Linked DNA regions of Mus musculus: all the other regions are linked to region 1. Evidence: chromatin contacts called from public Hi-C, HiChIP or PLAC-seq and promoter capture Hi-C data. All regions are on one chromosome and are shown on one strand. Each heading gives the region's core, a stretch centred on a gene start, on an enhancer-like site or on the middle of the called end of the contact. The rest is flanking DNA. Distances are from core to core; before and after follow the strand shown. Region 1 holds the start of Inmt (indolethylamine N-methyltransferase). Region 2 has its middle 48 kb from the start of Mturn. Region 3 has its middle 27 kb from the start of Znrf2. Region 4 overlaps Znrf2 (zinc and ring finger 2).

Region 1 (3,434 bases), core at 632-3,131:
CCCACTTCCTTGTTGTTGAGGGGGCAGATACCTTGCAGGTTGTTGTGAAAAAGCCAGGAGACCCCTGTCACATAGTAGGCAATCAGTGTCATGAACTTTCCCCACTGTGGCATGCCCATCCTCCCAACGTTTGCCCCTGGGAACCCACTCTGAAGTTTGCTACCCAGACACTCTCACCCTTGGATGACTTAGAAAGAGATGAGGCAAGTGTGTGTGTGTGTGTGTGTGTGTGTGTGTGTGTGTGTGTGATCACTGCAGACTCCCTTACAGCAGAGTAAGAGTCTACACAGCCTCTGTCCATTTTCCCTTTGCAGTAGCAGGTCTAGTTGGTTATTTTTTCCAACCTAACACACACTAGAGTCACCTGGGAAGAGAGATCCTCAAGTGAGGAGTGACCTTCATCAGACTGGCCCGTGAGTGTTTCCTTAATTAATGACTGATGTGGGTGAGCCCCGTGTTCTGCGGGTGGTGTCACCCCTTAGCCAGCAGGCTAAGCAAACCATGGAGGGCAAGCCAGTGAGCAGTGGTCTTTCAATGTCCCCACCTCTACTCCTGCTTGAGCTCCTGCCCTGCCCTTCCTCAGTGACAAACTGTGGTCAGGAGGTGCAAGTCAAATAAACCCTTTCCTTCCCAGGTTGCTTTGGGTCATGGTTGTTTACCAAAGCAAAAGACGGCAAACTGGGGCATCATTTTTCAAAGCAACCAGACCAGACCACAGCAGATCTAAGTGAGCTGATGATTCTGGGGGCAGAGGACAAGATGCACATGTGCACACACGTGGATGTGGATGGGTGGCGCTCTGTGCAGTGTTGTGACACGTTTTCAATTGTTTGTCCAAATACAGGGCTTGGCAACACACAGGCCTAGTGATTTGGGGAGGTGCTGTCAAAGTTTACTCCCGAGCATAAGAAAAAGAAAAGGAAGAAAGAAAGAAAGAAAGAAAGAAAGAAAGAAAGGAAGGAAGGAAGGAAGGAAGGAAGGAAGAAAGAAAGAAAGAAAGAAAGAAAGAAAGAAAGAAAGAAAGAAAGAAAGAAAGAAAGAAAGAAAGAAAGAAAGAAAACATTAAGCCAAATGAGAAAACAAGACTTAAACCTTAAACCGCTGGGGAATCATTAACTCAGTTAAAGATAAGCTGTTTACAAAGGCAAGTTCACTGAGTGTAGAATAGCAGAGAGATTTGAAGATCTCTGGTCCTCCTACTTCCCCAGCCTGGGGAGCACTTCTGTTCTGGTTCTTGTTTTATTTGCCTTATCAAAGATGAAGCCCAGGGGCCGTGAATGTGTTGGCTGGGAGCCTGGCCCTGTGTCTCCACCCTCTACTCTTAACCCCATGAGTGAAGCATCCCTAATGAGACCCTCATCTCTTTGGTCTCTGCCTCTTTCTCTTTGTCTGTCTGTGTACCTCTGTCCCTATGTAATTCTCTCTCTGTCTCTCTCTCTCTCTCTCTGTCTCTCTCTCTCTGTCTCTCTCTCTCTCTCTGTCTCTCTCTGTGTCTCCATATATATATCTGTCTCTGTCTGTCTCTGTCTGTCTGTCTCTCTCTCTCTCTGTCTCTCTCTCCTGATCCCAGTTGTCCACATGCCACCCTAGAGGGCCAGGGATGAGAGCTTCAGGGCCCAGTGACCCAGGACAGGACTGGAGGCCCTCTAGCATTCTCTTGCTTCATCACAAAAATCAAATCCAGCCAGGAATCTAGCATTCTCTTGCTTCATCACAAAAATCAAATCCAGCCAGGAATCTGACACCTGCACTCTGAAACCATCTCCAGGGACCCTAGCTCCTCCCTGAGAAGGGAGGTCTTATAAAAAGATTATAAAAGGCATGGTGGGAAGGAGTGAGCATTCAGTAGGGGCAAAGGAGTCTGGACAGCTGTGTGGGCTGGCTAGAATGGAGGGCAAGGTATACATAGGAGGTGAGGACTATGAAAAAGAGTTCACTCCCAAAGACTACCTGACCACCTACTACAGCTTCCACTCTGGCCCTGTGGCAGAGCAGGAAATCGTAAAGTTTAGCCTGCAGAACCTCTACCAGACCTTCTCTACAGGTGAGTGGCTGAGGTCTCCCTGGGGAGGGGCTGGAACCATGCCAACAGGGAGAGCTTATTCTGTATATACAGATGCTACAGAGGTGACTGGTCTGAAGGCCCACAGGGCCCATAGATGGCAATGTGTGCAGATCCAGAAGAGCCATGCCTCAGGAGTGAAGAACTTGCCTTGCACCCATGATCAGCCTCAGTAGCTACACTCGTAAGCTTTGAGGGGTATACCCAGATTTGTGGAGCTCCTAGGCCCATGCTGAGAGAAGTGACATAGGACTGGGCACCAAGGCTACTTTTCCCTCTCCTCTTGCCAGAGGCCTTCCAGAAAGCTCTGCAGCCTTTTTGGAACCTTGAGTCTCTCTGAAAAAAATCCCTGATGAAAATTCTTCCCTGTAAACATGCATACAAGTTTCCATGATTTGCCCCCAATGTCTAAGGGCAGACTAAGGCTAGGGAGGGACAGGGGTGGCCAGTCAAAGTCAGAGAGCTAATAGTAACAGCAGCAAGAATGAATCATAAGACTTCAAGTGACCCAGCACTAATGGGGAGAGTGTGTTCTGTGTGACCCTGGAGGTCACTCAGTGTACTCCCCCACAAAAGCCTTCTTAGCCAGACATTCGGTGCCAAGGAACGGGTAGCAAGGAACAACCTCAGAATACAGAGGGAAGAAAGCCTGGTGCTGCTGGAGAAAGCTGGGGTATAGAACAGACTTCAGTCCTTGGCAGAGGCATGGTAGGTATAAAAGGAGACTGCAGAAGGGAGAGGGCAGGCTGAGAGGGCATACCCGGGGTGGGGGGTGGAGGTACACTGAGCAACTGACCTCCAGGGTCACACAGAGCACATTCTCCCCATTAGTGCTGGGTCACTTGAAGTCTTAGGCTTTATTCTTGCTCGTGTTACTATTAGCTCTCTGCCACACTTTCTTCTGTGTGGCTGCCTTTCCTAGAAAATCAGAAGGGCTCTTAAGAACTAGCTGGTGTCCTTCTCAGCCTTTATCCCAGACCCTGCCACTCTACCAATTCCCCCAATTTTCTAAATCCAATGTTCTTTGAAGTTAGCCTATGCCAACTGATTAGAGAGAGAGAGAGAGACAGTAATCCTGAATTTATCTGGAAGACCAGACATACCTCCCAGGCCTCCACTAGTATCCTGGGTCATGGGGAGGCAGTTAAGAATGTCAGCTGTTTCCCACCCCCGGCATTGCTCCCCACTCCTGTCAATGTACAGCCCAGAGGCAAGGGGTTGCTCCCCTTCCCAGCTGGCGAATCCTAAGGTGGTTTGGAGTCACTCAGCAGGATGTGAGGTCAGGGTGCGGAGACCTGCCATGCTATCTCCCCAGGAGGTGTAGGGGGCGACGTCCTGATCGACATTGGCTCTGGCCCTACCATCTACCAGC
Region 2 (3,434 bases), core at 312-2,811, 450 kb after region 1:
ATTATCGCCAATGCTATCGCTGACCCTTCAGAACTTGATGGTAAGGCCCCTTTGCCATAGATACCACATGCTTATGCTATAAAACATGGAGAAATCAAGATTCAACTGGAAGTTGTACTTCCACTGAGTAGCATTCATAGAGCTGGATAGAACTATATGTTGCCAGAGTGCATCACCGAAATAGAGAGGCATCTTCTTACATTAGATAGTAATTATCATAGAGCTCCCCCAACTAGATAATGTGCAGAAAGTGAGAGACTTTGAACCACTCCACATCCTTTGGGAAGTGTGCTAGGCTAGGTACCCTTTATCATACAGATGTGATTAGTAAGTCCTTAGACGGTATTAGTTTATAACTTTTTGATGAAAATGTAAACAAGTTGTATGTCTTGTCCAAGGCCACATAACTCTGAGGCTGAGGCTGAGATTTGTGCTCCTGTCCTGGGAATGGCTGCTGGCCATCCTGAGTAGCTGATGCACAGAAGTCACTCCTGGAATGCTTGACAAACTCTGCAAGGATGTCTGATCATCATCTGAGACCAGCAAGTATCAGGCAGACAGATGTCTCGTGTTCTACGGCTAGCACCAACATGGTCATGAGTAATTAAAAAACCCTCCCATAGGACGGTAGGAACCAGAGGGGTTGAGAACATCATAGAAACACAACCCTCAGAGTCAACTAAGCAGACCTCATGGGCCCCACAGAGATGGAAGCGACAAACATGGACTCCGTATGGGTCTGAGGTAGGTCCTCTGCATATACCTTATGATTGTGTGGTCTGGGGTCCTTGTGCGACACCCAGCAGTGGGAGTGGGGGTGTCTCTGACTCTTCTGCCTGTGACTGGGACCCTTTTCCTCCTACTGGGTCCTCTCATTTAGCCTTGATATGAGGATTTGTGCTTAGTCCTACTGTGTCTTGATAGGCCATGTTTGGCTGGCATCCCTGGGAGGCCTGCTCTCTTTTTGGAGGGGAACAGAGGAGAAGTGGATCTGGGAAAGGGGGCTAGCAGGAGACAGATGGACACACGACCACTGGGAGGAGTAGAGGGATGGGAAACTGCCGTCAGGATGTAATATGAGAGAGAAGATTAAAAGTTAAGCTAAAAAAACAATAGAGCTGGACGGTAGTGGCGCACGCCTTTGATCCCAGCATTTGGTAGGCAGAGGCAGGTGGATTTCTGAGTTCAAGGCCAGTCTGGTCTACAGAGTGAGTTCCAGGACAGCCAGAGCTATACAGAGAAACCCTGTCTCAAAAAAAAAAAAAAAAAAAAAAAAAAAAAAAAAAAAAAAATCCCTCCCTACCCTAAATCTGGAGTCCACAGGGACTTTCCCTTGCTTGCTCAATCAAGATGGGGCAGTCTCAATATGCTGAATGTGTAGGGATAAAGAGCTGAGAGTTCAAGAAGTTGAGCACACCCCTGTAACGGTGCCAACTTTGTAACCAGATTTATGCTATGGTCTCAGGCAAATCAAATTTAACCCTTCAAGATGCAGCCAAATGCCCAGCTAAATGGTCAGACTTGTCACTTATCAGACAAGGTGGACTTTGAAACTGAGTTAGGTAGCACTGTGAGATCTTTCACCTCCTGGGAAAATTACACCAGATAACTATTGCAGTCATTAGCCACAGTAGTACTGATTCACTTATTAACCCATTTAACAATTGCCTGTTAAGTGCTTACTACCTGCCAGGCCTTGTATGGGGTCTGGAGGAGGTGAAGCTGGACACCACAGACATAGCCAGCCGTCACAGAGCTCTCCATATACTGGGGGTGGTGAGGTGTAGGTGTTTACTATGGGCATGGTGCTAAGAGCTCCCCTGGAAATAAATCACTTAATTTTTGCAACTGTCTTGCAAAGTACAGAAGTCATTTCCACATTACAGAGGAGGAAAGAGTTCAGGAAGTGGCGGCTTCGGGCCAAAGTAAAGGCCACTACCAAAATGTATCTCTCTGACTTTGATGCTATGCTCTTAGTTCTTATAGATGCTTGGCGTCTATGTGACTGTATATCTGTGTGGATGCCTGTCAGGGCTTGGAGGGGGGATCTGCTCTCTAATGAGTGTTCCATAAATATCTTATTAGCTCTCGAGTCAAGTACAGAATGTACCAGATGAAGATTTAACTAAACAGAAGTGACCGTCTGAGGAATGAGACGGTGGGCAACCTGGGATGCAGGCATTAGAGCCTGAGACTTCCTGCGAGCTGATTAGGAGCCCCCGGGCAGGTAGCCATCCCCGTCAGAAGCAGTCAAGAGTAGAGGAATAGTAGCCACGACTAACAGGAGATTATTATTTTCTAGTCATCACTGAAGGGGAACTTTCTTTAGTCTGGTCTTGGTTTGTATCCATCCAAGCAACTAGGAAGGTGACTCACAGAGAATGCTGGTGGGGTGGATGCTGGCTGTTTCCTGGTCCTCAGATACACCTCCTTCCCTGAGTGGCAGTTAGCGGGACTGTGTCCGGCGTCTTAGTTAGAGGGTTGGGTTCAAAGGTGCCATCAGCTACCTTTATAAATAGTGCCGCCACATTCTTCAGTCTCACTTCCACTACTGGGTTTTGGATAGCTCTGTTTTGGAAACTATGCTGATTTTTTTGTCTTGCTATCTTTTCTTGATTTTCTTTTTTTCCCCTAAAGAAAGATTACTAAACATCCCTGAATAAAAACATTTTTTACTAAATGTTTTACTAAATGTTATGTGAGGCAAACAATCCTATTGTTACCATTTGGGGTAGGCCAGAGCAGGACACAATTAGTAAGGGTCCAAGCACTAAGCCTGGCTTCCTGTGGTGGGCTTCCTGTGGTGGGCTAATTCCAATAGCCTGAGGCACCTCCTCCAGGTATTCAAGTCTTTGCAGAGCTTTCCCTTGAATGTGGTGAGTATGGCCATATGCTTCCACCCCACCATTGCAGTAAAGGAGGTGGAGTCACTCCTGGATTTGTTACAAGAGCTTCTAGCCTCTATTTCACCTGTGGGTTCTCAGCTGCAGGCTCTGCTCATAAGCACTGGGGAAGCTGGAAGAAAACACACAGCTTGGAGCATAATGGAACTCCATACAACCCAAGTGTGATGGTTTGTATATTCTTGGGCCAGGGAGTGGCACCATTTGGAGGTGTGGCCTTCTTTGAATAGGTGTATCACTGTGGGTGTGGGCTTAATACTCTCACCCTAGGTGCCTGGAAGTCAGTCTTCTACTGGCAGCCCTTGGATGAAGATGTAGAACTCGCAGCTCTGCCTGTGCCATGCCTGCCTGGATACTGCCATGCTCCCACCTTGATGATAATGGACTGAACCTCTGAACCTGTAAGCCAGCCCCAAGTAAATGTTGTTTTTATAAGACTTGCCTTGGTCATGGTATCTGTTCACAGCAGTAAAACCCTAACTAAGACACCAAGAGCCCATAAGAGACAGAGTTCCTCCTCAACAGCCACTG
Region 3 (3,434 bases), core at 557-3,056, 390 kb after region 1:
TCTTGAACATCCGGGTACTGACTTTTCTTAGTCACCTTCACAGTAGAATTTAGTCTCAGAAAGAGCAGATAAGATATCTAGAAACACTGGCCCACACATCACTGCACACCAGGTCATTTGCTAGGTACAGACCTGAAGGACAAATGATTCATTTGTTTCTGTCTTTCTCGTCTAATTAATATTGGTGATTCCTGTAGATGGCAAGAGAATCCATAATAGATAACACCAAGGTACTTTGGGACATGATGTGACTTGCGGCTTGGTCTATAGCATCCCGTCAACTCTACAAACTCAGCAGATGGCTCTGGAGCCCAAGTCCCACTCAGCCTGGGACTCTCCTAAAGCAGACCCCATGCTGTGAAGTCTTCTGGGATCTCTGCTGGTATCAGGAGAAGCCAGCTCCCATTAACACATACCTAGAACCCTAGCCCTCAGGAGGCTGAGACAGGAGGATCACAAACTCAACACAAACCTGGACTACACAGCAGGGTCCTCCTATCTTAAAAAACAAACAATCAAATGCCACCCCAAATTCGGCTTTTTGCTGACAGAAGAAAGTGCACCCTACATGGAAATTCATGCTTTGCAGCTTGTTTTTGAGGACCAGGTTAATACAATTTGAAGACCATGAGCTTTGGGCTTAGTTCAAATCCAGACTTGGTTGCTTGAGTGCTAGGAATCCTGATCCAGTGACTTGTGCTCTCTGAGTGTCTGATGTCTGCTATTTTAAATAACCACAGGGTTTCCAATATCATATCGCTCTTAAGAGGATTTACTGCAGCAGTGGACATGGAAGCCTCATATACTTAGAAATTCACACAGGATGTATGCCCTCAATCAATTCTACCATCAAAAGCCGGGTAAATTTCCAAAGCTTTGTGTTATCTCTGCAAACCAAAGTCAGTTAATCATTGACTGACAAAAACAGGTCACAGAAGACCTAGAGACTCCAGGGCTGTCCTTCAGCTCACTGTTACCAAGCAGAATTTAGAATTTTATACATGAACACATTGTACGGATATTAAAAATTGAACACCAAAAATAATATGAGAAAGGACAGCCAATAGTAAGGTGCACGTTCACACAGAAATATACTTGACATATTTATCTTGAGTGTCTTCTTTGGCCTCCGAATAGGGCAGTATTTTTGTGGGTTGGTCTGATGCTGTTTTATTCTGATGTTAATTCTGCTTCCTCAAGAGGGGTTGCCCCAAGAGTACATACTCAGGTGACCTCATGTGAACCTTCTCCCCATTTTAACTGGTCAATAAAGACTAGGAAAACAAACAAACAAAAAACAAACAAACTAGAGCCTGTGATTGGGCAGTGGAGGAGAAAAGTAGGACTGGAGGTTTGTGAATAGGGGCAGGTAGGGAGGCAGAAGAGGACCAGAGGAGAAGAAGAGAGGATGAAGGAAGAGGAGAAGGAAGCCTCGATGGAGCAGAACCAAGTGTCCAGGAGAAATCACAAGTAGTAGCAAGGGGGTCTTATAGCTGGGGAATAAGTTAGTATAGTGTTAGGCCTGTCCAATCTAGGCATATAGCTTATAATTATAATAACTGGATTGTGTGGGTTTTTTTATATGGGCTTATTTGGGGTTGGAGATTCCAGCAACACAGTGTAGACTTGGTCCTTTGGGAGCCACAGCTTTGAAGTAACTAGGCACAGAACAGGGTTAATTAGTGCCTTATTCTAGACACCTTCCCGGGGCCCCTATAAGAGAAGTGTTGCAAACCTCTGGTGAGCAGAGGTCAGGTAGGGCATAAACTGGCCTGGTAAAAAGTTTCAACATCCTTTGCCAAATTCCTCAAGACACACAGATACTAGTTCAGTTTCCATTTCGCAATAGATAAAGCTAAGGCACGGTAGTACTGTGGAATAGTGGTGAATACAGGATAGAAAGTAGAGTAACCTGCTCAGCTCCTGTGTACCCACCAGGAAAGACAAACAAAGCAGGTGCGGGCACTCAAAACCTCCCAGCATCAATTCAGACAGGAAGAGTGCTTAACACCTCTATTATGTTTCCCAAAATATGTCACCTCTAGTCAATTATTTTTTTAAAGCTCACATTGGGATGATTATTTTTACAGCTATAAATATGAAATTTAAAAATAGCTAAAAATAATAAATATCACAAGGTCCTAGAAATTATGGTTTCATTAATTAATTGTCTGACAGTTACTTTTATATATTTTTTGTGTATGTGAGAGACTTGGATGTTACCGATATCAACAAGTTAAATTACAGTGTCTACTAAGAAGTAAAGTAAACAAAGGTAATAAACCTATCTTCAGAGAGAGAAACTGAAGCCCAGAGCGGCAGGCACACTTGCCCAGCAGCTGCGGTTTGAATATGGTTTGAAACACACGTGGTGAGGTTGGAAGGTGGAGTCTTTAGGAAACAATGGGACCAGGAGGTCTCTGCTTTCATGAGTGGATGGATTCATTCCAAGATCCTTAAAGGGTAATCTCAAGAGCAATGCTGTTGTGGGGGAGCTCGCTAGTGGTGGCTGTGTCTGACTCACCATGTGACGCCATCTACCTTCTTATAATGCAGCACAGGCCCTCGTCACATACTGACCAGAGGCTGGCACCACATTCTTGGACTTCTCAACTTCCAGGGCAGCAAGATAAATAGACTGTTTTTCATAGTAAATAACCAATCCTATAGTACGTGTGTATTATGGCATGGGAAACGGAGCATGACACTGGCAAAAAGATATTGAATTTGATTGTTATTCTGCCAAAGAGGAAACAGAAAACTCTCCCATTACAAGATAGGAGTGAGTATAAATTTTGCTATCTCAACCTGAAGTTTATGCAGTTGGGCTTCATATTCTAAGGTCTACTGTCACCAATGTGCAACGTAAAACGACTAAAGTTCACATAAAGAAAGGTTCATAGTGCGTCAAAGCCCCACTGCTGGCAAACAATTGTAGGTCAAATTAGCCATTTAAAAATGCCTATGTTTTCTGCTGCTGACATCTGTCCCTCCACTGTGACATAAAACTAAAATAAACTGCTATGTGACTTGGCTATGCCCTTCCTCGATATGTACCCAAAGCACGTATGTCAGCAAGCCACAGACATACGTGCACATCCATGTTTACTGCAGCACTGTCACAAAAGCCAGGAGACAGAGACAAACTCCATGCCCACCTATGGAAAAATGGCTAAAGTGTGGCGTGTATACATAATGGAAATCTCTGCCTATAGCCCATAAAGGAAGGGAAATCTCATGCCGCTTTGATGGGTCTGGAGATCAGAACACTGAGTGAAATGAGAAAGATTCAGAAAGACAAATACCACATTTTCTTCATAATGTATACTCTCGTGTGTGTGTGTGTGTGTGTGTGTGTGTGTGTGTGCATGTGTGTGTATGTTGTGTCTCTGTGTATATGTTTGTCTCTGTGTGTGTGTTGTGTGTATTTATGT
Region 4 (3,434 bases), core at 289-2,788, 340 kb after region 1:
ATTTATAGAAATACTATGCACAGACTATGGTACTAGCCTCTCATAAAGTATCCTCTTGATTTTCAACTTTTCCTTACTCCTATTAAACAAAAATGTACAAAAGAGTGAGACATACATAGCTCTATATAGTAAATAATTTAATTTATGAAATTCAACATCATATGATTTATGTATAAAAAAAACCTAAAATCCCACATCAAAAACAGCCATACAAACATATCTCTATGACTTCAAGGTCAGCCTGGTCTACACATGCTAGCCAAGGACACTTGCTACTTAGTGAGACCCTGGTCTAAGAAAAAAAGGAAAAGAGGGGGTGGGAAGTAATGATCTTTTCTTCTTCAATTATAGGAACAAATTTATAAATAACATTTTAATTTAAACTCATAAGCCTGTGTCTATTAAAGATCAATACAGTGAACCTCATTCATAAAACCTTATTTTATAACCCAATGGTATGAGAAGATATATTTGAACTATGTACACACAAAAAACCTTCTATGTATCTACATTAGACAGAGAACCAGAATGCAATATAAAATAAATGTGCAGCTAAAAAATGAGCAAAGCTGATAAATAGGCAGTGCAAAAACATACAAACATGGCTAGCAATGAGAAAAACACACAGACATGGCTAGCAATAAGAAAAACACACAGACATGGCTAGCAATGAGAAAAACACAGACATGGCTAGCAATGAGCACATGGAAATGATTATTTTCACTAGTACTCAAAAAATGCAAGTGAAAAGGTTTTATCAGCAAAACAGGGAAAATAGTTTTCTAAAAAGAAGAAAACTAACAGTAAAGTTAGCAGAAATCATATTAGTGGCACAGAATAAATTAGTATGCCCTTAGGGAGGGTTGATGTCTAATGAAAATTAAGTTGTGCATTCTGTTTAAATAGAAAATTTTATTTCTTGGTAATTGTTGTATAATAAATAAAGAACCTGTCAGGGTTTTTTGTTGTTGTTGTTGTTGTTGTTGTTGTGTTGTTGTTGTTGTTTTTAGTTTTAGTTTAGTGATTGAACCACACCCGACTTCATGTTTCAGAGACATTTAGAGTAGAAGCTAGAAAGGACTCCTGGTGACTGGAGAATGTAGCTCTGAGTCAGCCCCAAGCTCCAGCGAAGCTGGATGAAGGTTAGAGTCAGTAAATGGACTGGCAAATTTCCAATTAATCATGTCCATATAATGAAATCCAAATAAGTGATGTGGCTAGCAAGACTTGGACGAGCTCTCTGGTGCAGGCACACAGAGCGTGTGTTCTGTGGGAGCCACAGTCCCGGGAGGCAGGTGTAGGAGTGGGCAACTCTCAGAGAGGGAGGGCTCCATTTTGCTGGCCCTGTTCTAATTTTCATAATCAAGCTGCAATAGTAATGGCCGAGTTCTCCTGAGCTGTGTACATCAGTGCTGAGTTACCAAACCTGAGAAGTTCAGGATGGGAGCCCAGCCTGTTAGCCCAGCTGCTCTGGAAGCTAGAACTCGATCATCACAAGTCTGAGGCTTGCCTAGGCAACTTAATGTGATCTTATCGCAAACAGTGAGGGAGCTGGTGTTCCAGAGCACTTGCTTGGCATACAGGAAGCCTTGGACTCAATGCCAGTACTGGGAAATAACCAAAAAACCTGAGAAGTAGTGGCCTGGGAAGCCCTGAAGCATGGCTTGCATATGAATGCAGCTTTCTTGAATCTAACACTAATCTTAGGTGATTGATACCTCACTCTATTATACCTACTGCTGTCAAAACAGCATCCATACTGGAAGAGTTTGTGCATGTACAAAGACATAGTCAGTGATACTTATTACAATACTGGAAAGAGCTCAGCAGGAGAGCACTTGACGACTAGCACATGCAAGGTCCTACTTAATCTCTAACAGACACAAAAACTAGAACGTTCCTAGATGCTCAGTAACAGGAAAGATTTAAGGAGCTACAGTGCCTATGTATCATAGAAATGTAAACACAAAATGGCTAACAACAAGAGTTGGGTTTATATGCTCTCACAGAAAAATCCCCTAAACACATTAAACAGAAAAGTGGGTTTCAAAACTGTCTGAGGTTGCCAATTAAAGACTGTACTGCTGAGAAGAGACGCCATGGCAAGGCAACTCTCTTAAAAGGAGTAAAAGGAGGCATTTAACTAGGGCTGGCTTACAGTTTGGGGAGCAGAGGGCGTAAAGAGCGAGCTCTGACAGGTCTCTCTCCACTGTGTGTGTTCTGGGGACCAAACTCAGGTTGTCAGGTTTGGCAGCAAGTACTCTCTTATCAATAGATCCATCTCACAGTTCCCAAAATAAAATATATAAGTTAATATACAAAATTAATCTAATGACACAATGAAAAACTAGTACTCAGTCTTTGGAAGGCATGTAAATGAGTGATAATTTTCACATAAAATCAGAAAAGCAGAGGCAGACTCAGCCTCTTTGGAGTGAAGGTCTGTCCAAAGGGCAGCACTGCCCAGGTGAGGCAAGAAGCGGTAAGCCCGCCCACAAGAATTGGTAAGGACCCGCCCAGAGGGGCTCCTGGGCTTTGGATGGCCAGGAAGTCCCAGTTCTACTAGAGATGCTGTGTTTAGAGGTACCTTCCTGGACCATGACAACACAATGGTCAAAGGCAAAGAGACATTTGATACTGAATCCGAGGGAAAAAAAAACAAAAACAACTTTTTCTCTTTAAAAACAACAACAACAAAAAAATCTTTCTTGCTATGCTCCTGTAACATGGGAATAAAAAGCTATGTCTTGGGGCTGGAGAGATGGCTTAGTGGTTAAGAGCACTTATTACTTATTAATCTTGTAGACAATTTTGAGTTTAGTTCCACAGTCTGAGTTTGGTTCCACAGTCTCCCACAACTCCAGTTCCAAGGGATATATATGACACCCTCTTCTTGCTTCAGCAGGCACCAGGCATTCTTTCATAGATACAGGCCAGCCATTCACACACATAAAATTAAAAGTAAGGCTTAAAAAACAAGCATGTCTCCCAGAGCTAGAGAAACAGCTCTGAGGTCAAGAGCGCCTACTCAGATCAGGAGGTCCCAGTTTGGATCCCAAGATCCACAGACAAAGCAGGCATCCCAACTCCCAGGCGGTGAACACCCTCCTGTACACACTTACACACCCAACACCCATTTGCATATACCGTCACCCAGACACTGATATACATAAAATAAATCCACCTTTGAATTGTAACTCCAGCACTCAGGAGGCTCAAGCTAGAGTATTAATCACAAGTATGAGGCTAGCCTGCATGCAGTCTTTGCAGGGGACATGTGGATGGTGACTTCTTACATGTAAGAAAAGCCAGTTCTGGAAAATATGACCAAGTCCAAGAGAACACACTCCTAAGTGCTCAGACAGATGATTATTTTGTGCAGAAAGCTTCTAATTAGCTTACAAGTGCTTCAATTTAGTGTTTACGTGACCAGT

Evidence for each region. Promoter capture Hi-C pulls out the DNA fragments that hold promoters and counts their contacts. Hi-C and Micro-C count contacts between places; a contact is called where the count stands out from the background. HiChIP or PLAC-seq counts read pairs in DNA pulled down with a chosen protein or histone mark.
Region 2: a Hi-C map of liver shows a contact between it and region 1, with 2.3 times the contacts expected there. The contact joins the enhancer-like site here to the promoter of Inmt in region 1. A contact is called at or near these places in 9 of 39 promoter capture datasets (3T3-L1-derived adipocytes, cranial neural crest, embryonic stem cells and 5 more), 1 of 15 datasets of contacts at CTCF or cohesin (large pre-B cells), 16 of 484 Hi-C or Micro-C datasets (the AtT-20 cell line, B cells, the C3H10T1/2 cell line and 12 more), 4 of 115 datasets of contacts at active chromatin or transcription factors (T-cell acute lymphoblastic leukemia, embryonic basal ganglia, large pre-B cells and 1 more) and 1 of 9 other capture datasets (macrophages).
Region 3: a contact with region 1 is called in a promoter capture Hi-C map of liver, with 4 times the contacts expected there. The contact joins the enhancer-like site here to the promoter of Inmt in region 1. A contact is called at or near these places in 3 of 39 promoter capture datasets (liver, pre-B cells and stem cell-derived epiblast-like cells), 4 of 15 datasets of contacts at CTCF or cohesin (embryonic stem cells, large pre-B cells and stem cell-derived epiblast-like cells), 50 of 484 Hi-C or Micro-C datasets (the 63-12 cell line, the AML12 cell line, B cells and 28 more), 6 of 115 datasets of contacts at active chromatin or transcription factors (astrocytes, bone marrow-derived dendritic cells, embryonic stem cells and 2 more) and 2 of 9 other capture datasets (embryonic stem cells and macrophages).
Region 4: a FOXA1 HiChIP or PLAC-seq map of pancreatic cancer cells shows a contact between it and region 1. The contact joins the enhancer-like site here to the promoter of Inmt in region 1. A contact is called at or near these places in 1 of 39 promoter capture datasets (maxillary cranial neural crest), 4 of 484 Hi-C or Micro-C datasets (embryonic fibroblasts, embryonic stem cells, muscle stem cells and 1 more), 1 of 115 datasets of contacts at active chromatin or transcription factors (pancreatic cancer cells) and 2 of 9 other capture datasets (embryonic stem cells and liver).

What each region holds. Positions count from the first base shown.
Region 1 is chr6:55,173,437-55,176,870 of GRCm38.p6, reverse strand. Inmt (indolethylamine N-methyltransferase) reads left to right here and starts at 1,881. Exons shown (of 3, transcript NM_009349.3): 1 at 1,881-2,044; 2 at 3,378-3,434. The coding sequence starts at 1,888.
Region 2 is chr6:54,727,823-54,731,256 of GRCm38.p6, reverse strand. No RefSeq gene overlaps it. Among named protein-coding and RNA genes, the nearest start is that of Mturn, 48 kb to the right of the region's middle. Within about 2 kb of position 1,561, at least 13 of the 459 cell types and tissues checked have an H3K27ac peak or open chromatin away from gene starts, as enhancers often do. A contact at or near this core is called in bone marrow-derived macrophages and liver, where this site is marked.
Region 3 is chr6:54,787,718-54,791,151 of GRCm38.p6, reverse strand. No RefSeq gene overlaps it. Among named protein-coding and RNA genes, the nearest start is that of Znrf2, 27 kb to the left of the region's middle. Within about 2 kb of position 1,806, at least 19 of the 459 cell types and tissues checked have an H3K27ac peak or open chromatin away from gene starts, as enhancers often do. A contact at or near this core is called in liver and neural progenitor cells, where this site is marked.
Region 4 is chr6:54,829,300-54,832,733 of GRCm38.p6, reverse strand. All of the region lies in intron 1 of Znrf2 (zinc and ring finger 2), which reads right to left. Among named protein-coding and RNA genes, the nearest start is that of Znrf2, 14 kb to the right of the region's middle. Within about 2 kb of position 1,538, at least 53 of the 459 cell types and tissues checked have an H3K27ac peak or open chromatin away from gene starts, as enhancers often do. A contact at or near this core is called in muscle stem cells, pancreatic cancer cells and uterus, where this site is marked.